Linked DNA regions of Rattus norvegicus: region 1 is linked to region 2. The links are chromatin contacts, called in public HiChIP or PLAC-seq maps. All regions are on one chromosome and are shown on one strand. The core of a region is the stretch at or near the end of the contact, and the rest is flanking DNA. Distances in the headings are between cores, read along the strand shown.

Region 1 (3,359 bases), core at 715-3,214, 180 kb before region 2:
CTCTACAACTTGAGAATCAACTTCACTGTCACCCTCTGAGGCAGCTGAAGCAGGAACAGCCAGGAATTCTATTACCCTGAGACTCCAAATCAAAACAAAGACAGCAGCACAGCACTTAAAAAGGTAGAAAACCTATTCTCCAGAACATTCTCTTCTTTTCCAGTCTTCCACTTCCCAAACGCTATACTTTCTAGCAACCGTTAACAGCATTCAAAAGTCTCTTATCGTCCAAGGTTCGCAGCATCAAACTCTATCTAAAAAGGGAGTCTTTTTATCCAGCCTTATTTATGGTACTGGCATTGTTAACAAAGAGAATTCACATTAAAGGGTAATAGCTTAGAACGAGTGCCTGTATTTTGGGAAGTGGCATTATCTTGGTAGTCCACAGAAGCTGACTGTAGTAATAAAGATGAATGGCGACGAAGGCAGAGAGCATCAAGTGGGAAACGCTATCTAAAACCCCATAGGGCTATACCGTGGTAAGAACACTGTCCTCCGGAATACGGCTTTATCATTTCATGTTAACGGTTTAAAGCATGTAAAAAGAAGCAAAACTGGAAAATAAAAACACAAAAGCCTTGTCTATTTGGCCTCTATCCTATTTAGATTATAAATCCCAAAGAGCGTTCCAGAACATAGCTTGTCATTCCCCCCCCCCCGCAACCATTTCTTCAAAATGGCTTTTTTTTTTTTAAATCTATTTTTAAAATGCAACCCTGCAACCCAGCCTGGAGGCTTTCTAAAATGTCTATGCTGCTGAGCTTGGCTGTGTTTCCTAACGAATCCGCCCCCCACATTAGGTGTTACATTTTATGTTGGGCGATACAAACACGTAGTTCCTATCTCCACGGATGCACATTTCCTGAAAGCATTGCACCTGAGGATGCCGCTCTGTCCCTGCCGAGACATTAAACTCTAAGCAGTCACGACCTGCACTCACAGAAGAGCCACATGGTCACTTCAATGAGAAAGATTATCTGGCCCCGGGCGCCACTTTCTACAGCCACAGCATCTCCGGCAGGGGCAGAGGAGAGCGAGGGTGAACAGAGGCGACGGAGAGGACTGACAACACGCCTGACACTTCCCCTCTGCCCTCAAAGCCATTTCTAGAACGGGGCACTAGGGACACACAGCGAGTGACCGAGGTCCTCACCGGCGACCGACCTCTAAGGACCCGCGAACTCGTCCTTGGGGACCAGGCGCAGCCACCCGACCCACGGAGAGATGGACTCCAGCCCTCCCGCCCGCCCGCCCGCCGCTCGCAGAGTAGAGACCGAGCGCCCGCCGCCTCTTTGCCGCGGATGGGGGCGCAGCGCTCGCGCGAACCCACATTTTTTTTGCGCCTCCTGTCACGCGCGGGAGAGAAGGCGAGCAAAGCCGAGAGGAGGGAAGACTCCGCAGCGACCCCGGAGAGGGCCGGCGGCGTGCGCGCGAGTGCGCGGCGGGGAGGGCAGCCCAGACGACCCCGGCGCTCGCGCTCCCGCCCGCTCCCGCCCGCTCCCGCTTACCTGCCGGGGTCGCCCCGAAGACTCGTACCACCGGCACCTTCTTGACAGGGTGCTGGGTGAGGGGGGATTGGCAGATATCCAGCCCCGGCAGCGGGCTGGCCATGTAGTAGTCGGCAGTCACTATCCTCACAGAAAACATGTTCGCCGCCGCCGCCACCGCCTCCCCTCCACTCAGCGACCTGGCAGCAGCGGCGGCGGCGGGCTCCGCACAGGCGCCTCCTCCCCTTCCTCCTCGGTTCGGCTTCCCCCACCTCCCCGCCCCCCGCCCCTCGCACGGACGCCGAGACGAGCGGCGGCGCGCAGAGGCTGCGGGGACTGTGGGCTGCCGCCGCCTCCTCAGGCGCTCCCGGCAAGAGGCAGCCGGAGAGAAACCCTCGCGCGGTCGTCGGGTCGGGTGGTGCCGCTGCTGCTGCCGCCACGGCCGCCGCCGCCGGGAATCACACGGGCTCCTCGGTCCCAGGCTGCAGCTCTTGTTGCCATGATGATGATGTCACGGACGCAACCACTGGGGGAGGGGAGGAGGGAATGTGTGCGCGCACGCGCGCGCACGCGAGCGGCGACGGTCGGGGGAGGAGGCGAGCGGGCGGGCGGGTGCGCGCCCAGGGGTTTGGAGTCGGGGGCAACGGATTGGGGATGGGGGCGAGGTGTTCTTCCCCAGCCCGGAGGCGCGGCTAGGGAAGAGGCTGGCGGGAAGCCGGGCCGCGCGGCGCGCGCCGAGGAATCGATGATTCGGCCGGTGGGCAGGGTCACTGCGGCGGGGCCGGGGGAGCGCCGATAGCATGGATAGGCTCAGAGGGGCGCAGGGGTTTGGCGGCTCTTGGAGTTCGCCTCGCCGACCGCCATTTCACATCTTATGGAAGAGGCGGGGGCTGCCGCGGAGAGGATAGTTTTTGTTTTGTTTTCACAAGGTAAGGGAAGCCGCCCGCGGGAGAAGGGAGGCGCGGCGTAGATCTCCTGCGGCCCGGGCCTCGCGGGAGGGTGGGAAGGAGGGAGGGAGGGAGGGCGGGCCGGGCGGGGCGCTGGACGTGCCCGGCCCTTCTCAGGTAACAGGGCGGCAGAGCTGGAGTCGGAGCCAGCGCGAGGGGCGGGGGCGTGCGGGCCTCGGCCTATAAAAGGCCGCCCTGGCGCTCGCTCCCTCCTCCGCCCTCCCCTCCCTCTCCCCCCACCCCGGGCGAGCCTCGCGCCCCGCCTCGCCCTCCTCCTCTTCTGCGGTGCTGCAGTGTCTGCGCCCGGCCACTTAATGAAATTTATTCACGCGCGGCCCTGCCCAGCCTTCCTTCCTTGCTCAGGCTGGGCAGATACACACAGCACGGGATTTCCCACCGTGGTGTTTTTCTCCCTCCCCGCTCTGCCTGCTCCTCTCGCGCTAGGACAACCACCATGGGTTTCCCCCCCAGCCCCCGGCCGCGCAGGCTGCACACACACACCCCACTCGGCACGAGCGAGTACACCGAAAGACTAGTCACCTCCCAACCTCCACTCCTCTCGCGGCAGCCCTCGGAGCCTTTCAGAAAAAATGTTGGCAAAAGGGAAAGTCGGCGTGTTTTCATTCACTCGTAGTGCAAGATTTTACTACGGGTTGACACAGAAGAAAAAGTGGGTGGGGTAGGGCATAAAATAAAATAAAATAAAAACCAACTTTATTTGGAGCCTGAACGGACATGGTACTGGTGCAGTAAGGGATTGAGGGGTGCAGGGCGGGGAGGGGGGGGAGAACAGATGCTGCTGGTTTGGACGTCAAATTAGAACCTTTGGGTTTTGTTTGGCTTGGTCACTAATGTTGGGCGTGACCTCGGACTAATAATTTGGTTTCTTTAGGTTTTCTCACGTGTAAAACGAGGGCCCCCTCTT
Region 2 (3,420 bases), core at 156-2,655:
AGCCCCCACCTCCACCTCTTTGTCTTGGCCTCCCTGTGTGTGACCCAGGAACAAAAAGCGGCTTGTGTTACTGGAAGAGGAGGCTTCACGGAAATGCAAAAAACAACATTAACCTTTTCCCGTGATTGCTTTTAACACACCGGGTGTCTATAAACCTGGGGAGATCAGGAAGAAATTAGTTCAAAATGTAGACAATAATAATTTTTTTTTAAAAAGGGCCTTCTCATCTTTAAAACCTGGAGATGGTATATTTTCATCCTTGAGAAGCAATTCAAAAGCACCCATGCTGGGCCCCACCCCCTCCTGGGCAGCCCTTTCTTCTCTGCCGGTTGACTGTTCCCAGAGTGTCTGCCCACTTGTGCATGCTGGAAGAAGCAGCAGCAGCAGCAGCAGCAGCAGCAGCAGCAGCAGCAGCAGCAGCAGCAGCAGCAGCAAAACAGCAGCGGCGGCAGCAGCAATAATACAGACTCACACACCCACACCTCCCAATGCTGGGGCTGGGGCTTCAGAGACGGGCACTTTGTTAATTCTGCCTCGGTGCCAAGCTTCCTCCCTTAGAGGTCTTGAGGCTGTGCTAGCCTAGACAGAGAGGCTCTTTATGACGATGACCAGAAACAATCAGACAGAATGAACAAAGGGATTACAAATTAATCGGCTCTCGCTGGCTCCTCCGACTGCAGAGATATGATTACAAGCCCCGGATTTGCAAGAGACCTACATTCCTCATTAATCTCCACCATCGGCTCGCCACCGTGGGCTTTCCCTTTTCTTCCTTTTTAAAAGCCCCTTTCTAAAAGGCAGGGAACGGAGGGTGCGCCAGCTATGCTCTTTCTTTGCTCAGCAGTAACTGAAAAATATGTCCTTAACATTTCACAAAGCAGATCGTCCCTGCACTGAAACCAGTAAAGTGTGGAGGAGAAATGGCGCGTGTCCTTTCTGTCTCCGTCTGGCTAAGTTAATGAATTTAAGCATGGATAACTTTAACCCACATCTTCTTCAGAGAAAGAGCATCTGATAGCCCAGAACAACTGCAGGCTCCCAGAGGCCCCCGCTCCTTCACAATTCACCCCCCACCCTCCTTGTATATTTTGGCCATTCAACAACAGAGAACGGGTTGGTCAGTCTAAAGCGTCTTTCCTGTGCCTCTGCTCCAGGGCCACTTGGACCTGGAGCCTCCGAGAGCAGACTCTGGCCTCTTCAATCCAGGTTTGCTGTGTGGGTCAGTGCTACAGCGTGCTCGAGAAGCAACAGAAGCGTCTCTCCTTCTCAGACATCTGCAAGCCCTATTTGGGCACAGGCCCTGCCAATGGAGTCATGACACATGCACCTACTGAGACAGGACATACTCCATGACCTCAGGGGACTGGAACTGGATACCAGCTGTTTAGCACATCAAGGTTGGTGAACAGGTCACGGCAATTCTAAGTTCTGCATTCCCCTGGCTAAACACCTCGGCAGAAGGCTGAGCACAGGGCTTAGGAGGGCAGCTGGACAGGACTCCTGTAAGGCGAGGCTAAAGCCGAGCCCAGAGGACGCCCATTTCTCAGGTCTGTGTGCTTACCTGGGTACGGCACTCTGCCTTTGGTGACCAGCTCTGTGAGTAAGATTCCAAAGGACCACACGTCAGACTTGATTGTGAACCTTCCATACAGGGCCGCTTCGGGGGCTGTCCACTTAATGGGAAACTTTGCACCTGCGGAACGGAACGGAGACCTGGTTACTCGTGAGTGCCTGTGCTGGGTGGAGAGGGAAGGCAAAGTATTGGAAAGTCATCTGCAGGGGACAGGGTAGGAGACGAGGACAGGAAGAAGATAGGGAAGGAATAGCGGGTACACCTTGGGCCTGGCTCAGTGACTTCAAGAAAATCACTTTAAATCTCCCTTCAATGAGTTGGTCTTTGAAAGCCTTAATATTAATGTCAGTAAAGGGAAGAGCTTGTCAGTAAACGGAAGAGCTTGTTTCATGAACACAACTCCTCGGATCACAATGTGTGACTCAGGAAATTCGCGCTTTGATTTGGTAAGAATGGCCCCCGGGGGTTTGTGCATTTGAATTCTTAGTCAACAGGGACAGGGAGTGGCACTTCTTAGAACTATTAGAGGAGGGTGGCTTTCTTGGGGTAGGTGTGGCCTTATTGATGGAGTGTGCCACTGGGTTTTGAGCTTTTAGGAGCCCGAGGCAGGCTAGTTAGTGGCTCTCTTCCTGCTGCCTGGATGTGGAGCTCTCAGCCACCTCTCCAGCACCGTATCTGACTGCACGCTCCCACCGTTCCCACCATGATGACGAGGGACTGAGCCTTTGAACTGTAAGCCGGCCCTGACTAAATGCTTTCCTTTCTGAGAGTTGCCTTGGCCATGGTATCTTTCACAGCCACAGAACAGTGCCTAAGACAGTAAGTATGTACATATGAATACGCCCATGTATCTCTCAGACAATGCTCTATTTTAATAACTACACGCGGGATTAGATCATCATGCTGTTCTCTCGTGTCCTCTGGTATATAAAGTCATAGATTGGTCTTATGAGGTGCCACAAATCCACAGAAGTCCCAGCTTCCCTTAGGGTGGAGCGAATGGATGTAGCCTGCCCATTACACTGGGATGTTTCTTACACACACCGTGGGGAAATGATCCTGGCTGTGGCTGATTTTTCCCTTCCTTCCACCCGTTCTCTCCACGGCGGCCATCTTTATTCCTGGGATGTTTTATTTCATACAGTGTACTGTATGACCACTTTCCTCCTTCCTTTCTCCTACCAGCCAGAGGGTTCAACAGAATAAGTTTTAGACAGGGCATGCCTTGATGATAGCTTATGAGTCTGATGGCTAAGCATTCAAATACATGAGCCTATGGGGCCATTCTTATTCAAATGAACACACACACACACACACACACACGTGTTAAACTCCCTCAAAGGCAGTAGGACTGCATCTTTCAAGTGTCTTTGATCATTAGGAGAATCCTCTTTTTTCCACATCTAAAGGAAAGGCACGGCCCGCCCTGCTCATCCAGTTAGGAGGATGTGGACAGACCCACATTCTAGTAGCCTGCATTTTCGTATCAGGGTCAGCAACCATAAAGCAGTTCTGGGCATTTCTTGAATAGACCAAAGGGGAAAAAACACACACAAGGATTTTCTATTGGTTAGGCACACAATAACATGCTTAAGCCATGCTAATTACGCTTAGGAGCTGCTAAAACGCACACAAAGGCTGATACAAATCAGAACTGTCACAGCATCATCTGTGAAGAGTCACTGTGTGCAAAAGTGGCAAATGATTCCAATCTTTAAATTATGGAGGTTTAATAGCCAGATGTGATAAATTACAGCAATTACATTTTGTTTTAAATACAGCACACCATAACAATGTTAACGAATACACCCTCGCATTTTCCAGCAGTGTAGTTTTGTTCTCCATCT

What was found. HiChIP or PLAC-seq counts read pairs in DNA pulled down with a chosen protein or histone mark.
Region 1: a contact with region 2 is called in an H3K27ac HiChIP or PLAC-seq map of oligodendrocytes, with 9 times the contacts expected there. The contact joins the promoter of Rev3l here to the enhancer-like site in region 2. A contact is called at or near these places in 6 of 12 Hi-C or Micro-C datasets (the A7r5 cell line, frontal cortex, hepatocytes and 3 more) and 1 of 1 datasets of contacts at active chromatin or transcription factors (oligodendrocytes).

The regions. Positions count from the first base shown.
Region 1 is chr20:44,685,545-44,688,903 of GRCr8, reverse strand. Rev3l (REV3 like, DNA directed polymerase zeta catalytic subunit) reads right to left here and starts at 1,964. Exons shown (of 32, transcript NM_001083966.1): 1 at 1,509-1,964. The coding sequence starts at 1,647. LOC134483824 (a long non-coding RNA gene) reads left to right here and starts at 2,442. Exons shown (of 2, transcript XR_010060889.1): 1 at 2,442-3,359.
Region 2 is chr20:44,500,161-44,503,580 of GRCr8, reverse strand. Fyn (FYN proto-oncogene, Src family tyrosine kinase) reads right to left here. Exons shown (of 14, transcript NM_012755.2): 13 at 1,562-1,693. Among named protein-coding and RNA genes, the nearest start is that of Traf3ip2, 64 kb to the left of the region's middle. Within about 2 kb of position 1,405, at least 34 of the 93 cell types and tissues checked have an H3K27ac peak or open chromatin away from gene starts, as enhancers often do.